Linked DNA regions of Salmo salar: region 1 is linked to region 2. Evidence: chromatin contacts called from public Hi-C data. All regions are on one chromosome and are shown on one strand. Each heading gives the region's core, a stretch centred on a gene start, on an enhancer-like site or on the middle of the called end of the contact. The rest is flanking DNA. Distances are from core to core; before and after follow the strand shown.

The links. A called contact is a pair of places that touch in the nucleus more often than the background predicts.
Region 1: a Hi-C map of gill shows a contact between it and region 2, with 6 times the contacts expected there. The contact joins the promoter of LOC106579326 here to the promoter of dhx8 in region 2. A contact is called at or near these places in 3 of 3 Hi-C or Micro-C datasets (blood, gill and muscle).

What each region holds. Positions count from the first base shown.
Region 1 is chrssa19:54,112,917-54,118,881 of Ssal_v3.1, reverse strand. It overlaps LOC106579326 (ORM1-like protein 3), which reads left to right and starts at 1,392. Exons shown (of 4, transcript XM_014159146.2): 1 at 1,392-1,681; 2 at 2,193-2,407; 3 at 2,808-2,959; 4 at 3,560-5,965. The coding sequence starts at 2,234. The coding sequence ends at 3,695.
Region 2 is chrssa19:53,840,050-53,845,981 of Ssal_v3.1, reverse strand. It overlaps dhx8 (DEAH (Asp-Glu-Ala-His) box polypeptide 8), which reads left to right and starts at 4,303. Exons shown (of 7, transcript NM_001140689.1): 1 at 4,303-4,311; 2 at 4,313-4,459; 3 at 4,831-4,916. The coding sequence starts at 4,308.

The sequences.
Region 1 (5,965 bases), core at 143-2,642, 280 kb before region 2:
TCATCGAGCGCTTCATGAAATGGGTTTTCATGGCCGAGCAGCTGCAAACAAGCCTAAGATCACAATGCACAATGCCAAGATCGGCTGGAGTGGTGTAAAGCTTGCCACCATTGAAATCTGGAGCAGTGGAAACGCGTTCTCTGGAGTGATGAATCACGCTTCACCATCTGGCAGTCCGACGGACTAATCTGGGTTTGGCGGATGCCAGGAGAACGCTATCTTCTCCAATGCATAGTGCCAACTGTGAAGTTTGGTGGAGGAGGAATAATGGTCTGGGGCTGTTTTTCATGGTTCGGACTAGGCCCCTTAGTTCCAGTGAAGGGAAATGGTAACGCTACAGAATACAATTACATTTTAGACGATTCTGTGCTTCCAATTTTGTGGCAACAGTTTGGGCAAGGTCCTTTCCTGTTTCAGCATGAAAATGCCCCCGTGCACAAAGTGAGGTCCATACAGAAATTGTTTGTCATGATTGGTGTGGAAGAACTTGACTGTCCTGCACAGAGCCCTGACCTCATCAAACACCTTTGGGATGCCCAACCTCACTAATGATCTTGTGGCTGACTGGAAGCAAGTCCCCACAGCAATGTTCCAACATCTTGGTGGAAAGCCTTCCTAGAATAGTGGAGGCTGTTATAGCAGCAAAGGAGGGACCAACTCCATATTAATGCCCATGATTTTGGAATGAGATGTTCAACGACCAGGTGTCCACATACTATTGGTCATGTAGTGTACTTGGTGACATGCTAGGTAGGCCTACTTTTCTTACATCAAAGAATTTAACTCAATTGGTAACTATCTTGGTAGCTTACCAAATCAAAATCAAATCAAATTTTATTGGTCACATACACATGGTTAGCAGAGGTAAAAATCTGTCGTTCTGCCCTTGAGCAAGGCAATTAATCCACTGTTCCCCGGGCACTGAAGATGCTAATTAAGTTTAAGGAAATGCTTGTGGTGTAGCGAAATGCTTGTAAAAAAAGTCCTGACTATGTAATAACACTTAAGATTTTCTGGGCTAACAATGTAAGAAATAATACATAAAAAACAATATATGAAATGGTTATTACTGTGTAATGATCATTTACTATGTAATTTATCAGTGAATACTTGATGATTTTTGTACAGTAAAAATCAAGCTCTACCATTCGTTTTGATATCAAAGGTTGACCGACTGATAATAGTAATTTATAATGCTTGAAATGTAACACTTATTTTCAAAATGTGCTGTTCAGCACCCATGAAAAGTGCCCTCGCCCTCGCCCTCCTGTTCCTGTGACGTTGCAGGGGGGCGTTTCCCCAACGTTTCAACGCATTCCATTTGAATTGGTCAATTTTACCCATGTGATGTAAATACACCAATCAGTGCTAAGTGCGATAAAAAAAATAAAACAACATCCAAATGTGGAGCTCTGAAAATGATGACGTTCTACATGAATTGCTGGCTGGGAGTGGAAGTGGAACTGTTTAGCCTGAATATCGGACTATAAACTGAAGGATACTTGAATAACATTGCATAAGAAAGCAATACGAAGGTATTTGAAAGAATGACTAGTCGAAACGATATGGCAGTCTGACCTATTGATGCCAATTACCTAACCAGAGAAGGCGATAGTGAATAAGAGGAAAACAGCGATATAACGGACTGAAGCTGAAAGTGCGATTGAAGCCATTTTCTCCTGTAAGTATTATCTTGTTTGATTTGGCTACTTTATTTACTTATTATTGATATTGGAATACAGTAGTCCTAGTGCATGATGCAATATCGTAGATCATAATGTCATATTTCAATTGAATAATGGAAAGTTCTAGAAGAATTGAAAGAATGTGAGTTGAATCAGCCTGCACTACATGCTGGGTCATGACTGTGTTGTAATTCTCATAGCTATTTAATTACTATTTTTGGTGCTTAAAGAGTATCCCATTTTGTATACTGTGTGACCAAAACGAATCTATTTTCTGCTACATTTCTGCAAGACTCCCCCTCCCCAAAGTTACACAAAACCTAGTTCAGCACCACATTCCAACTAAATTTAGCCTATCTCGGGACTCCACCCCCTCCCAATAGGGTCTAATAATGAACAGTGCATGGATGGAATAGTCAAGCTGTAGCTTAGTCGCATTGCTTGCATCATTTGTAATTGCTGGCATACCTAAGGAATTACACACACCCTTCTGTTCCCACCACTCAGTGTTGACCCCGAGCAGACGAGGAGCGTGGTAACGTGACATCATGAACGTGGGCACGGCACACAGCGAGGTGAACCCCAACACGCGGGTAATGAACAGCCGGGGCATCTGGCTCTCCTACCTCCTGGGCATCGGCCTGCTGCATGTCATCCTGCTCAGCATCCCCTTCGCCAGTGTGCCCGTGGTCTGGACCCTCACCAACCTCATACACAACCTGGTGGGTAGTAGGCACCTTAGTAGGCTATGCCTTGGGGCACCAGTGCATCTCACCGACTGTATAACATAAGTACTGTAGGTGGATGGTCCAGTCACTGTTATTGCACACAATGGTAGTCTCCATAAGCAAACTACTCTGCAGTCTGCACTGTCACTAGGAGTGTGCTGAGTGACAGTGAATAAAAGCAATAGGCCATGGGGCAGTCTGGAACGTTTGTCTCTTTTTGTGGCATTTTCATTGCTATAAAAAGTCACAGAACAGATCAGCTTCCACATCCTTTTCCAAACTAAATCGATTTGCGGTTCTAGGCTGCTGACAATTTCACAGTATCACTTTTGCCCGTACAATGTTTTATATAACAGCTTTCCTGACTGACTATTCTGTGGTGTGTGTGTTGCAGTGCATGTACCTGTTGTTACACTTGGTGAAAGGAACCCCGTTTGAGACTCCGGACCAGAGCAAGGCTCGCTTCTACACATACTGGGAGCAGATGGACTATGGTGTACAGTTCACTGCCTCACGCAAGTTCCTCACCATCACTCCTATCGTCCTGTAAGGACATCGACACTACCTTATGCTTTATAGACTATTTATAAAATAATAGTCTATTTACTACTAATAGTCCTTTATAAAGTATAATTTAATGCAACGTGTTGCAATGGTATTTTTGTAGTGATAGGACTGTGAAGTGAAGCATTAGCCTATATTTTTACGTACGTTTTTTTTTCTCACTGTCCTTGTTAATGACTTCAGCAGCCTTGTCCAGCCAGTCTTTGGGCAGTGGGGAGTCTGGGCTGCTGTGGTGCCTGCTGTCAGCGGAAGGCTCTATTTAGAGACACTGCTGACAGATGGTTTGTCACTAATGCTTGGTCAATGAACCATGATGGATCTATTTGCAGATACGTCCTCTTACATTTTACATTAAATTTTTATTTTAGTCCTTGTCACTTTGATCTTCAAAAGTCCTCCACAACAGTTGACATGTTCACATGTGGCATTGTGAATTGGAAAGACGTAACTGTCGACCAAAAAAACAGATACCTGTAGTTGTCCAGACAATACCTTTTTTAAATGACCTCCTTCACCCAGCTCCAGTCTTTCTCTGACCTACCCTTTCTTTCTCTTCCTCATACTATTCCCCTCTCCCCCTAGCTATATCCTCACCAGCTTCTACACCAAGTATGACCGGGCCCACTTTGTGGTCAACACGGTCTCCCTGATGACCGTGCTCATTCCCAAGCTCCCCCAGCTTCACGGAGTTCGGATCTTTGGCATTAACAAGTACTGATGGTGCGGAAGAGGACACCGCCATTCCTCCATCTCCCTGTGGACTGTAAACACAGAGTATCAGGCCCCGCCGCATTGGCCCCCAGCCCATAGGGATCCATGGCCCCTCTCTGGCTCACAGGGCTATTGAGCACTCTGATAAATGAAACCTAAGGGCGATAAACAACACAGAATTGACTTACATGGCTCGGCTGGGTCCGAGCTCCTATGTGGTCCTATTGAAGCGGTGCTGTGGTGTTTATTTGTGGTTCCCTTTATGTCCATTTTATTTCATTCACAGAGAACACTGCAAGTGACGCCTTTGAGGAGTATGAGATGTATTGAGATTGAGTTACAATGTGGAGAGGAGAAACCTCTGAGCAGTTTGGTCCTGAGAAAAGTGAGACTCAGACATTTTGCACCCAGGAAGACATTTTGGAAGTTATGTCACTCAGTTATGGATGCCCTCTAGAATTATAACTCTACATTTCTTTAGCATCTTGTCCTCACAAGGCTCATCCTCTCTTTCTCTCATAAGAAAGGACAGACTGCTAGAGAAAGGGTTAGCTAGGGAGTTGCTCTGACTGTTGCAGTGGTCATACAGGAGGGACCACAGGGTTTATATTTAGCCCCCCTGACCACTCAGTCTGAGTTTGGAAAGTTTAAGCAACACTTATTTTATCGGATTATTTCCATATTTAGATTGCCTTGCTCTGATTTCAACCAGAGTAAACTTCTGTTCACATTGCAGTCTGTAATCTACAGTGCAGAGTAGACATGCTCAGGCCCCAAAAGCTAATTCCAGCTTTGTGAATCTGTTGTATTTATATTTCATTTGGGACCCTTAGGGCAGAAGATGAAAAGCAGGTTAGGCTATTCATGTTCATGGAAACATTTGTGCATACATATTGTATACTCTAAGTCAGGTTTCCCCAACTGGCCCTTGGGTGGTTTTATTTGTCCCCTCAAGTTTTCTGAGATTTTAATTGTAGGACATAAAAGACTAGAAACACCAGGAAATCAGCTCCAAGTGATTTAAATTTAAGAAATCTGTTCCCAAGTATTCCCACGCATAATAGAGAGACATGTGAAATGATTATGTTTAAGTCAAACATTTATATCTGTTTGGGCTTCTTGCGGTCAATTTGCAGTCTACAAATGATTTGTAATTATGTTCCTGCCCCTGGACCATCCGCTCAAGAAAAAAGTATTGCATATTCAACAATAATAGATTGTAGTGCATGGGTATGGGCTTAAAGACTTCCTTCAAACTGCACGGAGAGACATAAAAATTGTATCCATGACTTCATCTGACTCTGGGTAAGTAGAAAATAGGGCTTGATTGCCAAAATCTCAAACTATCCCTTCAGTTGATACAAAGGCTGTAAATGTGTCATGAAATGTTGTAATGTTGGTGTTTTAATAAGGTACCGAGTACAGATAGATACCGGGAGTTTGCCACATACCATGTATTTCCACTCTTTGAGCAGAGTCATCATGGCAACATGGCAACAACATGGCAACAACAACAACAAGCGTCTTTAAAAAGGGGAAACGGAAACTGAGAACTACGCAGCACAAAGTGTTGTGTTCAGAACTCACACTCAGTTTACTCCGAGTGAAGAGAGGTTGTGATAATTGAGATGAATGTTCATTTGAAATTCATTTCCAGAGTCTTTCACACAGCTTTAGATAACCCCCATCAGAAATTTTGGCTATGAAATGGAGAAAAGAACTTAGTGGAGCATTTTCATATCCACAAAATGCACTATAATCAAATATGAATGGCTTCAGTGGATTTTAGTAAGCGCAGAGAAGATTTATTAATTACACTTATGATTGACAGGGTTACAATGTACTACCATTAGAGATACTGCATATTGTTTTTTATTAGAAGTAAAAACCAAAGTATGTGAATGGTATAGAGTATGTGCGCATTCCTAGTTTGTTAGCACAGTAGGTAGCAAAGAACATGAGTGTTTTTCAATGTGTGTGAGGTCTGTTGCACAGTAGCAATGTGACGTTTATGTGTGATCTGACTGGTACAGAGCACAGGACTTTATTCATTTGATTGTGTAACAACATTACAGTCTTATGAAATTGTAGGTACTCGCTTGATAGTGGATTAGGAAAAATATAGCTTAGGGCTTTTTTGGCACGAGTTCAGAAGGAGGATGGACTATTGTAAATATATTTTACAAATTAAAACCTATAACAATGAGGGTTAAAGTTTTTGTGTTTTTGTTTTGTTAAGAGTAGGCCCACATGGAAAAAACACATTGTTCTACGGGC
Region 2 (5,932 bases), core at 3,054-5,553:
TGTTGATTAAGGGAGGATGTTGATGAGGAAATCTGATGTCTCTAATTGTGAATGGGAAGAACGAGTTATTAGATATGATTAAGATGTGAACTATGTTCGGTTAGTTTGGAATTCATTTGACAACCTTTTTTTTTATCATAAGACACTTATTTTTTATATTTCACTGTTAATATAATAGAACAAAAGTATAACATAAAAGGTTTTTGTGTCTTAAAATGACATGGTGAATTCAGAAAGTATTCAGACCCCTTGACTTTCTCCACATTTTGTTACGTTACAGCCTTATTCTAAAATGTATTAAATCGTTTCCCCCCTCAATCTACACACGGTACCCCATAATGATAAAGCAAAAACAGGTTTTCAGAAATGTGTGCAAATGTATTTAAAAAAAAAAAAAAAAGGAAATATCACGTTTACATAAGTATTCAGACCCTTTACTCAATACTTTGTTGAAGCACCTTTGGAAGCTTGGCACACCTGTATTTGGGAAGTTTCTCCCATTCTTCTCTGCAGATCCTCTCAAGCTCTGTCAGGTTGGATAGGGAGCGTTGCTGCACAGCTATTTCCGGATCTCTCCAGAGATGTTCCATTGGGTTCATGTCAAGGCTCTGGCTGGGCCACTCAAGGACATTCAGAGACTTGTCCCGAAGCAACTCCTGCATTGTCTTGGCTGTGTGCTTAGGGTCGTTGTCCTCTTGGAAGGTGAACCTTCGCCCCAGTCTGAGGTCCTGAGCACTCTGGAGCAGGTTTTCATCAAGGATCTCTCTGTACTTTGTTTCTTTCTTCTTTCCCTCAATCCTGATTAGTCTCCCAATCCCTGCCGATGGAAAAACATCCCCACAGCATGATGCTGCCACCACCATGCTTCACCGTAGGGATGGTGCCAGGTTTCCCCCAGATGTGACGCTTGGCATTCAGGATAATGAGTTCAATCGTGGTTTCATCAGACCAGAGAATCTTGTTTCTCATGGTCTGAGAGTCCTTTAGATGCCTTTTGGCAAACTCCAAGTAGGCTGTCATGTGCCTTTTACTGAGTGGTTCAGTCTGGCCAATCTACCATAAAGGCCTGATTTGTGGAGTGCTGTAGAGTTGGTTGTCGTTCTGGAAGGTTCTCTCATCTCCACAGAGGAACTCTGTAGCTCTGTTAGAGTGACCATCAGGTTCTTGGTCACCTCACTGACCAAGGCCCTTCTCCCCCAATTGCTCAGTTTGGCTGGGCGGCCAGCTCTAGGAAGAGTCTTGGTGGTTCCAAACTTCTTCCATTTAAGAATGATGGAGGCCACTGTGTTCTTCGGGACCTTCAATGCTGCAGAAATGGTTTGGTACCCTTCCCCAGATCTGTAGCTCGACAGAATCCTGTCTTGGAGCTCTACAGACAATTCCTTCAATCTCATGGCTTGGATTTTGCTCTGACATGAACTGTCAACTGTGGGACCTTATATAGACAGCTGTGTGCCTTTCCAAATCATGTCCAATCAATTGAATTTGCCACAGGTTGACTCCAATCAAGTTGTAGAAACACCTCAAGGATGATCAATGGAAACAGGATGCACCTGAGCTCAATTTCGAGTCTCATAGCAAAGGGTCTGAATACTTATGTAAATAAGGTATTTCTGTATTTTTAAAAACCTGTTTTCACTTTGTCATTATGGGGTATTGTGTGTAGATTTTTATTTAATCCACTTTAGAATAAGGCTGTAATCTAATAAAATGTGGAAAAAGTCATGGGGTCTGAATACATTCCGAATGCACTGTAGGATTCTAGTACAGATTTATTTCATGCTTCTAGAAGAGAGGTGGTCAGATAGGGTTGTCTTGTCATTGTTGTTATTGTCTGTATTTTGTTTAATAAAAAATAATGGTCAAAAACCATGCCAGGAATGTTCACTTAAAAATAAACTGCTCAAGGCCCGGTTTCCCGATAGCAATGGCACTTAGGCCTAAGAGTGTTTTAATGATGCGTCTTTCCTACAACGGCCAATGAAATACATACGTTTCCCAAAACACCACGCAGAGAGAAAGTTTGCGTAGCAAATAGCACACGCACTGAGTGTACAACACATTAAGGACAGCTGCCCTTTCCATGACGTAGACTGATCAGGTGAATCCAGGTGAAAGCTATGATCCCTTACTGATGTCACATGCGTCGTTGATTTCAATAATATTTAATTATATAGGCCTACTGTATGTGTAGCCTATACTGTAGGCTATTTATATTTTAATGCAGTCATCTCTGTTTCCATTTTAAGCATTCATTTAGCATTTAATTTATCCTTCGCTTGTTTAGCAATTGAAAAGACATTGGCAACTTTGTATTTGTAGTCAACTTCGTTGTGATGTTATTGGCGGTCACAGAGAGACAGATAAACATCTTGATTCTTTGTTTCGTGCAGATCTTATTCCATTCCTTTACTTAGATTTGTGTGTATAAGGTAGTTGTGGAATTGTTAGATAACTTGTTGATATTGCTGCACTGTTGGAAGTAGAAGCACATGCATTTCATTTCACTCGCAATAACATCTGCTAACCATGTGTATGTGACAAATAAAATCTGATTTGATTTGAAGTAGTACATCCAATCACCAATTGAAGAATGACTACAATTAAGGTCAGGTAGCAGTGCTGACCCCATTCAGAATGATGGGCAAAAAATATGCTCATGAAACAGCCAACAAGGCAGCATCCTAACTTATGAGTCTCTCAGGCTGCTATTGCATCTGATCAGCCTGGCAGGCATAGAGCTTACCCACTGGATCATAGGCATCAGCCTATAAGGCACTTTAACGGCTAATATGCCTGCAAGGAGCTTTTCCCATGAAACAGCCTACAAGGCAGCATTGTGACTTATCAGCCTCTAAAGCTGCTATTGAGTTTGCTCAAGCTCTGATGCTGAAAGCTAATCTAATTAGCCTGCCAGGAATGGAGTTCTGTAAATGTAAATATTACCCATAAAACAGGGAGTGCACATTATAATTATACACATATCAGTTATGCAAGCTCACAACCAGCAAAAATAACTAGCTAGCTTGCTAGCTACAGTAGCTAACTAACAAGACTAGCTAGCTAACTGCTAGCTCACAAGACTAGCTAGGCAAGTGATCTTGCTTTGCAGCTCTGCTAGCAAGCTAGCAAACAAGCAATCAGTGTAATATCAGTATAAAGTTGACTTAATTTTAAAGATGCTAGCTATATTACATGTTTTACTCTATGCTTCAGCTTTCTGGATTTGAACTTGGCTCGATGGCTCGTTGTTCCTTGCATGCGATTGGTTCTGGTCTTGGGGGCGGCACGCAGCCTTGGAGACAATGTTACCTGTCAGCTCGGGAATGGTTTTACCACCACCAGGCGACAAAATTGAAGAACTACACTTCACATAGTCATTTCCGGCAGAATCGGAAATGGTGTCATACTCCATCATCAAAAAAAGTAACAGCCGCTTGGCAGCAGCACCAGCTATCCACACTAAGACTTCTGGTTATCGGATTTTGCCTTCAAAATAAAAGTCCACGGTAAAAGGCTATGCATATGATACAAAATCGATCTTTTTTGCAGCTTTGCACAGAGGATAATGTTAAAATTATGTTTTAAAAATTATAACTACATGGGGGGAAAATGTAAATTAAAGAGAATTGTATTTTGGTTGTATTGCACAAACAACTTGCACTGTACAGGAAAAACAATAGATTTTTTGTCCATAATACCAGAGTCCAGTCTACTCACTAAAGTCCCTAGAATACAAGAGTTTGAACAAAAAGTTAAGTCATAGGAAGTGTTGCAGGACTTTTACTGTGGTCTAACAGCTTACAGTGGGGTGCCTGGACAATATGGTACAATGCAAATCATTGTATATGCATTACATATGGGCTTATAATCATTTAAAAAACGATTATAGGTGCCGCAATAAAAGTATTGTAGGGAATACTCAGTAGGGTCTGTAGAATCCATCTATGGTGTCATTTCATGGGGCACTGAATGGAGTGTTGCTGGCTTTTTACTCCACCAAATCATGGAATACATTTTGCCTAATAGAGCAAAAACTATTCTAGGTGGCTATGTAAAAGGTTTGTAGGGAATACAATATATTATTATATTTCATGCACAGTTATTTGCATTGGAGGCATTTATTTGACCTTGGGGCATGTTTTAAAACCCCCATTTAAATCAAATGTCACTTAAATATGAGCAAATATGAATAATTGTTCATGTTCAGAGAAGTATTGGGGACTTTTATTTGGCACATTCCAAACGTCAGTGACCCGGAAGTACTTTTTTAGTGTTGCTGACGAGACACTTACCAAAAAAAATGAATGCTTGCTGTTTTCTTCTGAACACAAAACAGTCTCTTGGATAATGTCACACATCGGCGATAACGAGCTAGAACAACTGGAATACCTCTCGTTGGTATCCAAAGTGTGCACAGAACTCGACAACCATTTGGGGATAAGTGATAAAGATCTAGGTATGTAAAACTGAAAGTGAACTTTCAATATAAAATGTGTTTGTTGGCAATACATGCGTTAGCTACACGCGTTAGCTAGCAGCAACTCGAGATCATCTGTCCAGTCAGGTTGTTATCTGCCCGGGTAAACCAGCTAGCTATTAAACTAGCTAATGATTTCACCAGCGTAGCTAAGTTAACTAACTAACTAGTAAACCGTGGAGTTGAGTTTAGTCAGCTAACGTTACTAACAACGATGCGAACTTTCTCGCTGCCCCTAGCTGACATGCTATAGTAGCCATCTTAGCGAGCAAATCAAAGCTACACTCGAAATGTTTAGGACTAGTTAACGTTACTTGGCTAATGTGGTTATTTTCTTTGCTGGTTTACAGCTGAGTTTGTCATCAGCCTTGCTGAAAAGCAACCAACGTTTGATGGCTTCAAATCACTTCTGCTGAAAAATGGAGCAGAATTCACAGTAAGTACAGACGTCCTATCTACTGCGATACAACAGTACTGTAGCTATCTAGAGCAGGGGTCTCCAACCTTTTCAACAATGAGAGGTACTCATTTTTTTCTCCAGCTTTCAAATCGACACATTCTTCTCTCCCCTGGTCCTTAGTATACAAGAGAAGGTAGTGCACTATGTTTTCTGTCAATATACCTGGTAAATGAATGGTTAATAAACAACTCTACAAAATCTGCGATTCGTTTTTTTTATTTAAATCTCAGAAGTACAATTGAGAATCAAGAACATTGAATGTTCTGAGTCCATATCAATGCTTAAGTAATGTTTTAGGTCAGATTTTTGTTTGTAATTCCACTTTAATTGAGCATCTGGCCCTTTAATTGCGCATCTAGCAAGTAAGGAATGTGCCATCTGTGCCGGTCTAGTGATGGTTCTGTACAGCTGCTGCTCATTTCATGGCAAAGTTTGCAAGTAATAAGATATAGATACAAATAATATGCTTACTCATGATATACTTCTGCCATACAAATGATATACACTACCGTTCAAAAGTTTGGGGCCACTTAGAAATGTCCTTGTTTTTGAAAGAAAAGCTAAAAATTGTCCATTAAAATAACATCAAATTGATCAGAAATTCAGTGTAAACCTTGTTAATGTTGTAAATGACTATTGTACCTGGAAACAGCGGATTTTTAATGGAATATCTACATAGGCGTACAGCGGCCCATTATCAGCAACCATCACTCCTGTGTTCCAATGGCACGTTGTTAGCTAATCCAAGTTTATCATTTTTAAAAGGCTAATTGATCATTAGAAAACCATTTTGCCATTGGAACACAGGAGTGATGGTTGCTGATAATGGGCCTCTGTACGTCTATGTAGATATTCCATAAAAAATCAGCCGTTTCCAGCTACAATAGTCTTTTACAACATTAACGATGTCTACACTGTGTTTCTGAACAATTTGATGTTATTTTAATGGACAGAAAACGTGCTTTTCTTTCAAAATCAACAACATTTCTAAG